Linked DNA regions of Ctenopharyngodon idella: region 1 is linked to region 2. The links are chromatin contacts, called in public Hi-C maps. All regions are on one chromosome and are shown on one strand. Each heading gives the region's core, a stretch centred on a gene start, on an enhancer-like site or on the middle of the called end of the contact. The rest is flanking DNA. Distances are from core to core; before and after follow the strand shown.

What was found. A called contact is a pair of places that touch in the nucleus more often than the background predicts.
Region 1: a contact with region 2 is called in a Hi-C map of muscle, with 7 times the contacts expected there. The contact joins the promoter of LOC127525515 here to the promoter of tomm20a in region 2. A contact is called at or near these places in 2 of 2 Hi-C or Micro-C datasets (both in muscle).

What each region holds. Positions count from the first base shown.
Region 1 is chr13:26,988,223-26,995,042 of HZGC01, reverse strand. LOC127525515 (tripartite motif-containing protein 16-like) reads right to left here and starts at 1,433. Exons shown (of 6, transcript XM_051918109.1): 1 at 363-1,433. The coding sequence starts at 941.
Region 2 is chr13:26,803,801-26,810,019 of HZGC01, reverse strand. tomm20a (translocase of outer mitochondrial membrane 20) reads right to left here and starts at 2,095. Exons shown (of 5, transcript XM_051916135.1): 1 at 1,854-2,095; 2 at 1,385-1,431; 3 at 76-157. The coding sequence starts at 1,977. It overlaps arid4b (AT-rich interaction domain 4B), which reads right to left. Exons shown (of 23, transcript XM_051917135.1): 23 at 6,113-6,219.

The sequences.
Region 1 (6,820 bases), core at 184-2,683, 190 kb before region 2:
TGTACATTATCCTTTAGCCTATACTGAGATCTAGGCAAAACCTTTTATTTTGACGGTCCACTTTAGACATTCTACCAACTATAAATAACTTTGTAACTACATGTCAACTAGCAGTCATTAGAGTAATAGTAGACTGCTTAATATCTGCTAACACTTTATTTTGATGCTCCCCGACAGACATTTACTGATTATAACTTTGCAACTACATGTCAACTTATTCTACTAACCCAAACAGCCTAATACTCTGAGAGTTAGTTGACATGCAGTTGCAAAGTTGTTAGTATTGTCTCAAGTGGACAATCGAAATAAAGTGTAACCAAACCAACCTAGTAGCACTGACGAGTTTAATTCCATCATAATACCTGCAACGTTGTCATTTCTTCTGCAGCTGATACGGTGTCATGATTTCTGTGTTCATCCAGCGTACACAGAATACAAATACATTTCTTGTCGGTACGACAGAAAACCTCCAGAAGCTTATCGTGTTTTGGGCAGATCATCTCCTGCAGTCGTCCAGTAGCTTCGATCACCTTGTGTCGTTTACCAGGGTGAAACTCCTCATGATGCTCAAAATGAGTTTGACAGTACGAGTTCAGACACACCAGACAGGACTTGACCGCTTTGTGTTTCTCTCCAGTGCAAACGTCACACTGCACGTCTCCAGGAACAGCCGTTTGGAGTTGTGTCTTCTTCAGCTTCACCATCATTTCAGAAATCAACACGTTCTTACCTAAAGCAGGCCTCGGCGTGAAGATCCGTCTGCACTGTGGACAGCTGCAGATTCCCATCTGATCATCCTGATTCCAGTAACCTGTAATACAGTTCATACAGTAACTGTGTCCACATGGGATGGTCACCGGATCCTTCAGGAGATCCAAACACACGGGACAGACGAACTGATCCTGATACACTGAAATACTGGAATCTGCCATTTCACGCATGTAGTATGAGAACAGTTTAGTTTCTATTTCTCTCTGCTGGAAGCTTTATATCCGCAGGGTGTGACTTATTCCCAGTTTTATGGTGTGATTTGCTGTCAGTGTTTATAGTAACATTATCTAATTATCTCTAACAGTATCATAAGGAAGCTGAGTAAGAAAAAAACAGTATAATAAATAGATATCTGTTTTAACTCCCTGACATTGGTGTCATTTTAATACTTTAACAAGCCAGATATTTGTCCCAAGTCTATATGGTTAATTCAAGAAGGTAATAATATAAAACTATTCTGCTTCAAACAATAATTTTTAGAACTGCACTTACTGAGTACATATTGAACCTTTTACCAGCTAGTGTACAAACACAAGCACTGCTGTTATTTTTATAATCACCAGCAGGCGGCGCTGCTGAACTGCAGATGGTCAATCTGAAACTGTTCAAATAACCTCTTTCCTCCATTATAAAACCTTGTGAACCTCCCAGACAGGACTTTGGATTAGACCTCAATCAATGAGATGCACAGAAACTAATATAACAAAGAATATTTTCATTGAAATACATACAAATATACAGAGCATTATATATATATATATATATATATATATATATATATATATATATATATATATATAAACAAACCCGATTCCAAAAAAGTTGGGACACTGTACAAATTGTGAATAAAAAAGGAATGCAATGAGGTGGAAGTTTCAAATTTCAATATTTTATTCAGAATACAATATAGATGACATATCAAATGTTTAAACTGAGAAAATGTATCATTTTAAGGGAAAAATAAGTTGATTTTAAATTTCATGGCATCAACACATCTCAAAAAAGCTGGGACAAGGCCATGTTTACCACTGTGTGTCATCCCCTCTTCTTTTTATAACAGTCTGCAAACGTCTTGGGACTGAGGAGACAAGTTGCTCAAGTTTAGGAATAGGAATGTTGTCCCATTCTTGTCTAATACAGGCTTCTAGTTGCTTAACTGTCTTAGGTCTTCTTTGTCGCATCTTCCTCTTTATGATGCGCCAAATGTTTTCTATGGGTGAAAGATCTGGACTGCAGGCTGGCCATTTCAGTACCCGGATCCTTCTTCTACGCAGCCATGATGTTGTAATTGATGCAGTATGTGGTCTGGCATTGTCATGTTGGAAAATGCAAGGTCTTCCCTGAAAGAGACGACGTCTGGATGGGAGCATATGTTGTTCTAGAACTTGGATTTACCTTTCAGCATTGATGGTGCCTTTCCAGATGCGTAAGCTGCCCATGCCACACGCACTCATGCAACCCCATACCATCAGAGATGCAGGCTTCTGAACTGAGCGCTGATAACAACTTGGGTTGTCCTTGTCCTCTTTAGTCCGGATGACATGGCGTCCCAGTTTTCCAAAAATAACTTCAAATTTTGATTCGTCTGACCACAGAACAGTTTTCCACTTTGCCACAGTCCATTTTAAATGAGCCTTGGCCCAGAGAAAACGCCTGCGCTTCTGGATCATGTTTAGATATGGCTTCTTTTTTGACCTATACAGTTTAAGCCGGCAACGGCGAATGGCACGGTGGATTGTGTTCACCAACAATGTTTTCTGGAAGTATTCCTGAGCCCATGTTGTGATTTCCATTACAGTAGCATTCCTGTATGTGATGCAGTGCCGTCTAAGGGCCCGAAGATCACGGGCATCCAGTATGGTTTTCCGGCCTTGACCCTTATGCACAGAGATTGTTCCAGATTCTCTGAATCTTTAAATGATATTATGCAATGTAGATGATGATAACTTCAAACTCTTTGCAGTTTTTCTCTGAGAAACTCCTTTCTGATATTGCTCCACTATTTTTCGCCGCAGCATTGGGGGAATTGGTGATCCTCTGCCCATCTTGACTTCTGAGAGACACTGCCACTCTGAGAGGCTCTTTTTATACCCAATCATGTTGCCAATTGACCTAATAAGTTGCAAATTGGTCCTCCAGCTGTTCCTTATATGTACATTTAACTTTTCCGGCCTCTTACTGCTACCTGTCCCCAACTTTTTTGGAATGTGTAGCTCTCATGAAATCCAAAATGAGCCAATATTTGGCATGACATTTCAAAATGTCTCACTTTCAACATTTGATATGTTATCTATATTCTATTGTGAATAAAATATAAGTTTATGAGATTTGTAAATTATTGCATTCCTTTTTTATTCACAAATTGTACAGTGTCCCAACTTTTTTGGAATCGGGTTTGTATATATATATATAGGCTATATGCATTGTGCCAAATGTAATCAAATGGTTCTAGGGGCTGCCATAGACAGACATTTATTAATGTTTAATAATAAGTAACCCAATAGACCAATTTGGAGCAGACGTCACAGTTACGTCACCTTCATGAATTTGATGTAAACAGTAAGTCTACATAATATTCACATAGGCCTGGGACATAGCAATTACAGCATGAAATAATATTTGAAGCTGCTGTCCGTAAGATTTGCCTCTTAGTCGCCATCTCTGTTTGAAACCTGCAATTGCAGTGATATGCAGAATTATGCGTATTTTACCCCCGGAAAACGTTTTTTACCGGGGAACCCGTCTGAAACGAGAGTGGGCTAGTTTTAAGTAGCAATTGTTGTGAAAACCTGGCAACCCTGGTCTATAGATACAATTCAGTAGGTTCATACAATATCTCAATAATTCAATACAATTCATTTTTGTTGTCACGTCAGTAATTTACGCATTTAGCCTATGCGGTAAGATGATATTCTGAACCCAGAATATAACCCAGTGATTTAAACATAAACTGTAAAAAAAGATGGATGACGCACCTTAACTCTCATGCATTGTAGTAAGTGAAGCTGGCAAGCCGCCAGTGTGCCAATATGGCGCTGACATCTTGAGTCTCGAGTCTGCGCATAGTGAACTTGGAGCCCGAGTCTGCGCAGTAGTGAGCGCGAAGTGCAGCCGCGATATCAAGGTCCCGCCCAAACTCGCACAGAATCGGTTAATACTGCAGAACAACATTACATCAGTCTAAAATAAACAGTTCTGGTAATGTATAAATAAAGTTAAAGCTCCAATCTCCTCCCGATGATCCAGAAAAAAGTCCGTTGGCGCTTCAGTGACTACTACGCTGAGAGAAGCTGTCAATCTCAGCTGTCAATCATGACGTCAAAACCCGCGTTTTTATAAATAAAAACAAACATATTTAAGAAACGAACACTTTAACTAACATCAGTGTGATAAAAACTGCCTAAAATGACAGAAACCATCTTTGTTAAATTTTATGACCTATACTACATCCAGCCACCTGGGGGCGATCAAGACGCTTTGGCTTCACTTTTCAGGACTCGTGTGGCACGCTTGGATTTAAATCACAATAATAAAAGTTAGTTTTTGATTGAGTAATTGACATACAATTCTCTATATTTGCTTGTCTGTGAGGTTTTAGCCAACAAACGCGGTGATCTGAGTGTCTGCTTAAGAGAAGCAGTGATCACATCCACATTTATGTATTTCTTTTATCTCAATTTTGATTACATAACCCTCTGAGCCTGTTATGTTCTTCATTTACAAGCTCCTGCACGTACATAAGTCAAATATCTGTCACTGGAGGGAAAATACTGTGGCATGTGGAATTGTAATTTGCATAAAATCATCTCTGAGTCCAGATTTGGTTTATTCTCTTACTGTTGCAAAACAGCATTTTATGAAAATTTGCAAAGTGAAAACCCCAAAGATGATTTTAAAAATGTTTTTTCAACCTTTTGTGATTTACTACAGTACATCACTCTATTTGTGTTCTGAAAAAGGCAGAGATGTCCATTAACATTTGAGCAATGATGCATTCACATTACATTTGCTTGTAATGCATTGTATTATTATTATAGCAACGCAAAAGCACTTAATGCCAAATAGAAAGTAAAAGCTTTTTTAATATTGCCAGCAGAATCAAAAATCATTGCAAACACATTGTTAATATTTAATATAGATTCAAGTGCTTATTTGACAGAATTGTCAGTATTCATACTTGCTTTGAAGCATCACAAACCCGTGTGTGAAGTTTGAGTGTCTGTATAAGAGAATCACTGATCACATCCAGCAGCTTCAGACGGCACTATTGATTTTCACTGTTCACAGTCAGAGAGCTGCCCATTATGTCTGAAAGCTCAAGAAGAAAATCAATGTCAAAGTGAGTTGTGCTGTGCTTCAGTTTCACAGAGGAGGGTTAACAACATTACTGTAACACAGAAGAACTGACCCATAAAAGGTAAAGATATGTAAACTGCAAAAAAAAATGTCCTTTAATTCAATGCACTATAGTTTTAGTGAAATATGAGGTCAAATCCAGAGGTCTTCTATAGAAGAACTGCACAGACAAAACAATCAGCTGTGTTCATCGTGCACTGGGAAAAAATAAATAAATACGCATCATTTTCTTTATGCAAAACATATCTAATTTTTTAGGATAAGATACTAGTGACATTTAATGCTGGGTTGCACAGTCAGCTTTTTATTTTAGAGAGGCATTGATAATTGCCAGAATTGGACACAAGGGGGCAATGTTGATCTAGCGATTAAAATCAATATCAGACCTGGGAAAGAGTGATGATAACATCAAGTAACTCCTCTTTCAGTTTCAGTTAGATTAGGAATATTTTCAAGGATATAATTTAGATTTCTGAACCAACTCAAGAAACCCTGAATTTAAGATGGGTTTTAAAGTTAATTCAGATATGCTACAAATGTCCTATAAATCAAAACACACACACACAAAAAAAAGATGATTCCAGCATTTCATTGAGTTTTCTTCTGTGCAGCATAACATTAAGTTGCATTTTAACCTCCTTTATGTCTTCACGGCATTGTTGTGTTTATCAAAAGCTGTTAGCGAGCATTTTCCATAATTCGTTGGGCTGTGGTCAATTATTCCTTACATGGTCAGAATCCAGTGATCTGCAGTCATAATTTCCTTTGATGGCTTTAGAAGAGGTGATAGAGATGGGCTCAGTAATGATTGCTCTGGTCTAAAGGTTGCAAATCAGTATGATTGTACTCTGTTCTAGCGTTCTGCCTTGTTGAAAAAGAACTAGGCTAATGGAAATAATGTACTTTAAAAGAATATATGTAACTCCTATTCGCCTCGCTCTGTGCGGGCCTCGAACCTGGGTTTCCGGCGTGGGAGTCGGATGCTGTAACAAAGAGGCTAAAGGCTGCAACCCCTAGCGTCAGTCGCTAGAGCATCTCTTGAGATCAGAGGAGTGAGGTTTACTCGCACAGCAACTATTAGCTAGCCTCTGTTACACTCGCACCCCTAAACCTCACTCCCATCCGGGTCACGGCACCAATGTAACCCCTCACCCAGGTCCTACTCGCCTCGCTCTGCACGGGCCTCGAACCTGGGTCTCTGGCATGGGAGTCGGACGCTCTAACAAGGAGGCTAAAGGCTGCAACCCCTAGCGTCAGTCGCTAGAGCATCTCTTGAGATCAGAGGAGTGAGGTTACTAGCTGGCCTCCGTTACATATACTTAAGTGCAAACTTAATGTAATATTTTGACACTTTACTGCATGTTAGTTGCAATTAAAAGAAAATGTATTATAGTTTAAATTTACATTAAATGCAATTAGTTGAACTGAAGAGTGTTTTGACCGAGTTAAGTAGGACTTATGCTGCCTTCTCGTGCTCTCAAAATGATCGAAAATATGAGAAATTGCGAGCCCGATCTCATGAAATTGCGTATCAATAGCACGATTTTCTGTTTCTATTTTGCGTGCTATTTATACGCGGACATTACCGTTAGCGTGCATATGATACGCACGTGTTCAACGTGCATATAATACACACTTTTCGCATGCATATGATACGCAATTTGTTGGCGTACATATAATACGCTCCTACCCC
Region 2 (6,219 bases), core at 846-3,345:
TTGGGCATTTAGTACTTCATGGCAGGCAGTGTATTTAGAAACCCAGTACAGATGATACTGAGACGGACGCCTCACCCTGAGCCAGCAGCTCCTCGCCCAGCTGAATCTCATCCAGGAAAAACTTCTGCACGGCTGCGGCATCTTTAAGATCTGGCAGCTGAAAGATAAAGATGGACAATCTCATGCATATGACCAAACTTTCACCTTCATAAAGCGTTTTCAAACTGGGGTCTGCGACTCTGAGTATGGGGGTCCATGGAAAAATGTAGAGTGAGAGAGAAAAAAATAAATAATAAATAAGACCTAACTACAAAATTTGATTAAATACATAAAAAAATAAAAAAAAAAAAGAATTGAATGAAAAAAATATGATAAATTAAAATAATTAAATAAGATTAAAATAAATTAAAAATAAAATAAAAAAATGCAATAATAAATTAATTAATACCTAACTACAAAATTTGATTAAATAAAAGATTAAATGAAAAAAATTAATTGAATAAAAAAAAATTAAATAAATGAAAATTAAAATAAAAATTGATTAAAATAAATTAAAAAATAATCTGAATAAATAAAAATGAATTTAAAAAAAAGGTAATAAAAATAAGATCTAACTAAATTGGATTACAATAAAGACGGTTAAAATAAAAACCTAAAATAAAATAAAAAAAAATGTAAAAAATAATAAATCTAATAAAATAATTGATTAAAATAAATTAAAAAGATCTGAATAAATTAATAAAAAATAAGAACTAAATTGGATTGCAATAAATAAGACAGTTAAAATAGAATCCTACAATAATAAAAATGATTTAAATAATAAATAACATGCATACATAACTATTATAGTAAAGAGGTCCACTGAAAAACTCAGAGAAAAATAATAAATTAAGACCTAACTACAAAATTTGATTAAAAAAAAAAAAAAAAGATTAAGTGGAAAGATTAAATTGAAAAAGTTATTAAAATAAATGAAAAAGATTATTAAAATAAAAATCGAATAAAACTTTTTTTTAATGATTTAAATAATAAAAAAATAAAAAATAAAATCTAAATAAATTGATTACAATAAATAAAGACGGTTTAAATAGAAACCTAAAATAACATGCATACATAACTATTATAGTTATAGAAAAAATAATAATGATATATATATATATATATATATATATATATATATATATATATATATTTTTATAAGACATTATAACATTTACAAGACAAATAATATTTGTCTTATAAATGTTAGGATGTGGTCCCTCACACATGGATGATCAAAATTTGGGGTCCGAGGCATTTAAAAACCGACTGAAAACTCCTGCTCTAGAGGAACGACAGGATTCACCCTCATAAACATCTAAATGGGATCAGATTTTTGACTTACTTGAGCGAGTCCAGATTTATCTTGAGCGGTTCTTTGCTTCTTCCTCCCTAAAAAAAAAGAAGAAAACAGCACATGAAACTACAGATTTTTACATATAACTGTATTAAGTTGTATTCAGTATATAATTATTATACGACTCTTCCTCATCTGTAACTACACTTACAAAAGGCGATATTTACTCTTGGTAACGCCATTCAATGTTTAAACAGATCGGACAGCATGGAATCACTTTATGACTCACAGGTGAAGCGTTCATACGAGTCATTCAAAGGAACCGACTCAATGAAGCATTACTAAGTGCATCGTGGGTCAAAATAAGTCCATTATCTGAACGTGACTGACCTGCTATTTAAGATCAAGACATGGTGCTATAGTCTAAACACCAGCTTACTGCATAAAAAGTAAAACTAACCAGTTTTACGCAAACAGCGTTCTAGTGTTAACTAGTCTCGTCGATCTCGTGACTCACGTTCACGCAGTTTGGTTTTGAAGTTCGGATCGCTGCGTCGTTTTCTGTCGAAATAGATACAGTACCCGATGAAGAGCGCGCCACAGACGCCTGCGGCGATCGCGCTCGGTTTGCCGCCTATCATCGCGGCGCCGTTAACGGACAGCTTCTGCAGCTACTGCTCCTGGTGCACGTGCTCACAGAGAGCGGCGGAAGGACCCCTCTGAGTGACGGAATCACTGTGGAGGTGTTCGCTGCAAACGCCTGAAAGATTAATATGCACTTTGTGGCTTCGTTGAATATTATAAAGAGGATAAATAAACGTTTATTTTATTAATTTACTTCACCTGATTTCAAATTCATAAATGCAAGTATACTAATAAAAAAAGCATAGACAGTGCTTTTTCAGTTTGTTTAATATTTGCATTTGAACGAAAGTGCATGTATAATGTTAATATCCGAATAAAATAAAAAAACATTCACCACAGTGACCACATTTATTTACAAAAATCATATTTATAGAACTTTTTTAACTAATATAGACTGGAATTGTATATAAAAGCATTTTGTCAGTAACCCTTTAAATTTAACTACTAGCATCAGTAACAACATTACTACATTATTTAATGCTTCTTATTAGTGTAATAATTCAGTCTTCATAAGACTCTCGGCTATAGCTTGTTTTGTTTTTTTTAATCGAAGAACCTATGAACTAAAGAGTTGGGTTCGATTGGGTTCAGATCAGGAGCCACTGAATCACTTTCACCCTGTTCTTCTTCAGAAATGTGTTTAGGATCATTGTCTTGTTGGAAAAGTGCACGACGACCAAGGGCACGGAGTGATGGTAGCAGCTTCTCTTTCAGTATAGAGCAGTACATCTGTGAATTCATGATGCCATCAATGAAATGCAGCCCCACATGAGGACACTGTCAACACCATGTTTCACTGTAGGCATTTTTCTTTGTGTTCCTCACCTTTGTGACGACATACAGTTTTGAAGCCATCAGTTCCAAAAACATTTATCTTGGTCTCATCACTCCAGAGTATAGAGTCCCAGTAGTCTTCATCTTTGTCAGCATGGGCCCTGGCAAACTCTAGACGGGCTTTTTTGTGCCTGGGCTTTAGGAGAGGCTTCTTTCGTGGACGGCACCCATGCACGCCATTCCTCTGCAGTGTACGCCGTATTGTGTCACGGGAAATAGTCACCCCAGTTTGTCTTTCTACTTCTTTAGATAACTGCAGTGAACTTGCATGCCGATTTTCTTCAACCCTTCTCCTCAGAAGACGCTCCTGTCGAGGTGTTAACTTCCGTGGACGACCCGGACGTCTCTGTGAGATGCAGCAGTTCCTTTTTTTAAATTTTTGTACCACTTTTGCTACAGTATTCTGACTGATAAGTAAAGCTTTGCTGATCTTCTTGTAGCCTTCACCTTTCTGGTGTAAAGAAATTATTTTCATTTCTCTTCCATGTGGTGCCATTGCTGACAGCATGAAATGGGAAGGGGTTTTAACACCCTTTTATAGTCAACTGTCTGCTGGACACCTGTGTGATGAATAATTAGACTCACCTGTGGTTGAATCCTTGTTAAATTAGACATTTGTAGTCTAAAATTTAGCTTTGCTCCAGAGACTTTCAGTGGGGTGTACTCATTTTTGCATCACCCTAATTTGAGTAAAACTGAAAATGTTGTTCTCTAAGTTATATTATTAACCTTACTTTCTTTCATGTTATAAGTTAAACAGATGTTATATTAAACATTTTGGAAATTGTTTGTGTTCATTGAGATATTGTTTAAAATGTTACTTTTCAAAGGGGGTGTACTCATTTACACTGAGCACTGTATATGTGTGTGTGTGTAGGGTGTAAAAATACGTATATACCCTTTATAAATATATAAATGGATATTCTTCAGAAGATATTTTACATCACAAACAGGCAAAAATACTATGGAAACTTGTTTCCACCACAGAATAAAAAAGATAATTGTGACTCTTTTGCTATAAACTCAGAATTTTGAGGAAAAAAAAGTCAGAATTGCAATATATAAACCAGTAGTTCTGACTTATTCCTCACAAATCCGAGTTTATAACTGTATTCGCAATTACTGTACTTTTTTTTCCTCACAATTGTGAGATGAGCCTCTTTTACCTTTTTTATTTCGTGGCCGAAACACTAAAAAAATGCTGGGTTGTTTCAACCAAATATGGACAAACCCATAAAATGTTTAAACCCAACAGTTGTGTTTGTCCAAAATTGCATTTAGCATCAATCATCTGTGATACACAGTCAAGTGGACATTAGAGGTCACAAACTATGGCATTTATTTCAAAGGCTTTTCTGCTTACATTTGTACAATAAATTACACACTGTCCATCTTCTGATGAGCTTAATAAATATGATAGAACTTTCCGTTAAGCTTTGTCACTTTCTCTCTCTTTCTCGCGTTACAAACAGTCTGAACATTTTTGTAAAGATCCATAAAACTTTACATTTCATGTACAGATTGGAAAATACCACATTATAAAAAAAAAAAAAAGCCAAGTACAAGCACAGTTGAACAGAAACGCACAGACAAGAAGGAAACGGAAAAGTGAGAAACTGAATCGTAACAAACTCCTACCGAAGTGAAAGAACGAAAAAGAAAATGGACATGCTTTTACCTTCCGAACGCACACAGACGCTACAGTTAAAACAGTAAAACTGTACAGAAAACGTACATGGTATTAACAGTGCAAGATATTAAATAGCTCGACTCAAAACACACTTCTCAATATACAAATGTATAACAAAGGCATACAATTACATACAAGTGCTAAACGGTACAGTCCTTCAGGTTATGATACAACAGGGAGTCTATACAAAGGAAAGATGTCTTCAGCATTGTACACACACACACATGACTTCTCGGTATAAACGCACGTCTTCACCGTCGTAACCCTTTGCCTGGTCAGATGAAGGATGCAGGATGAAAGCACAAATGTTTTGAGAAGTAAAGAGAGCGACGCGCCACCTTTAAACCGAGTCAGTGATGATGATCAGACTACAGATGAAGTCAAATGATGATGTTCCTTGGTTCTCCTTATACTTCACCCAGAAATGAACATTCACTCATCCTCAGGTTATTTTCCCGTGCATCACATGACAAATGTGCTTCTGAATCATATAGATCTGTGTGTGGAACAAGACTGAAATTAATGTCATATGGACGACTATTATTGGTGCTTTTGGAGATGAACTGCTGTTGTATGAAAAAGAAGCGTCTGCTTTTGTGTTGCACAGGAAAATAACATCAAATGAGTTTGGAACGACATGAACGGACTTTCATTTTTATTTTCATTTTATCGCTTTAAAGGATTAGTTCACTTCAGAATTTAAATTCAGATTTACTCACACCCACGTCATCCATGATGTTCATGTCCTTCCTTCTTCAGTTGAAAAGAAATTAAAGCGATAGTTCACCCAAAAATGAAAATTTTGTCATCATTTCCTCATTCTCAAGTTGTTCCAAACCTGTATGAATTTATTTCTTCTGCTGAACACAAAAGAAGACATTTTGGTAACCAAACAGTTGATGGACCCCATTGACTTCTATAGTATTTTTTTCCTACTATGGAAGTTAATGGGGTCCATCAACTGTTTGGTTATCCATATTCTTCAGCAGAAGAAATAAATTCATACAGGGTTGGAACAACTTGAGAAAGAGTAAATGATGACAGAATTTTCATTTTTGGGTGAACTATCACTTTAAGGTTTTTGAGGAAAACATTTCAGGATTTTTCTCCATATAGTGGACTTCAATGGGGACCAACAGGTTGAAGGTCCAAATGTCAGTTTCAAAGAGCTCTACACGATCCCAGACGAGGAATAAGGGTCTTATCTAGAGAAACCATCGGACATTTTCTAAAAAACAAAAAATTGTATATACTTTTTAACCACAAATGCTCATCTTGCACTGCTCTGTGATGCGCCACACATTACGTAATCACGTTGGAAAGGTCACGCGTGACCTTTCCTTTCTCCTCCAACTTCAAAATTGTCCGACATCGTTGTTTTACCCTTTTTGTAAAAGCCGACGGCGTCTGACTTAGTCTTTGCACGTTCGCTTTGTAGACACGCATGACCTTTCCGACATGATTACATAATGCGTGGCGCATCGCAGAGCAGTGCAAGATGAGCATTTGTGGTTAAAAAGTATATACAATTTTTTGTTTTTTAGAAAATGTCCGATGGTTTCTCTAGATAAGACTCTTATTCCTCGTCTGGGATCATGTAGAGCTCTTTGAAGCTGCACTGAAACTGACATTTGGACCTTCAACCCGTTGAACCCCAGTGAAGTCCACTATATGGAGAAAAATCCTGAAATGTTTTCCTCAAAAACCTTCATTT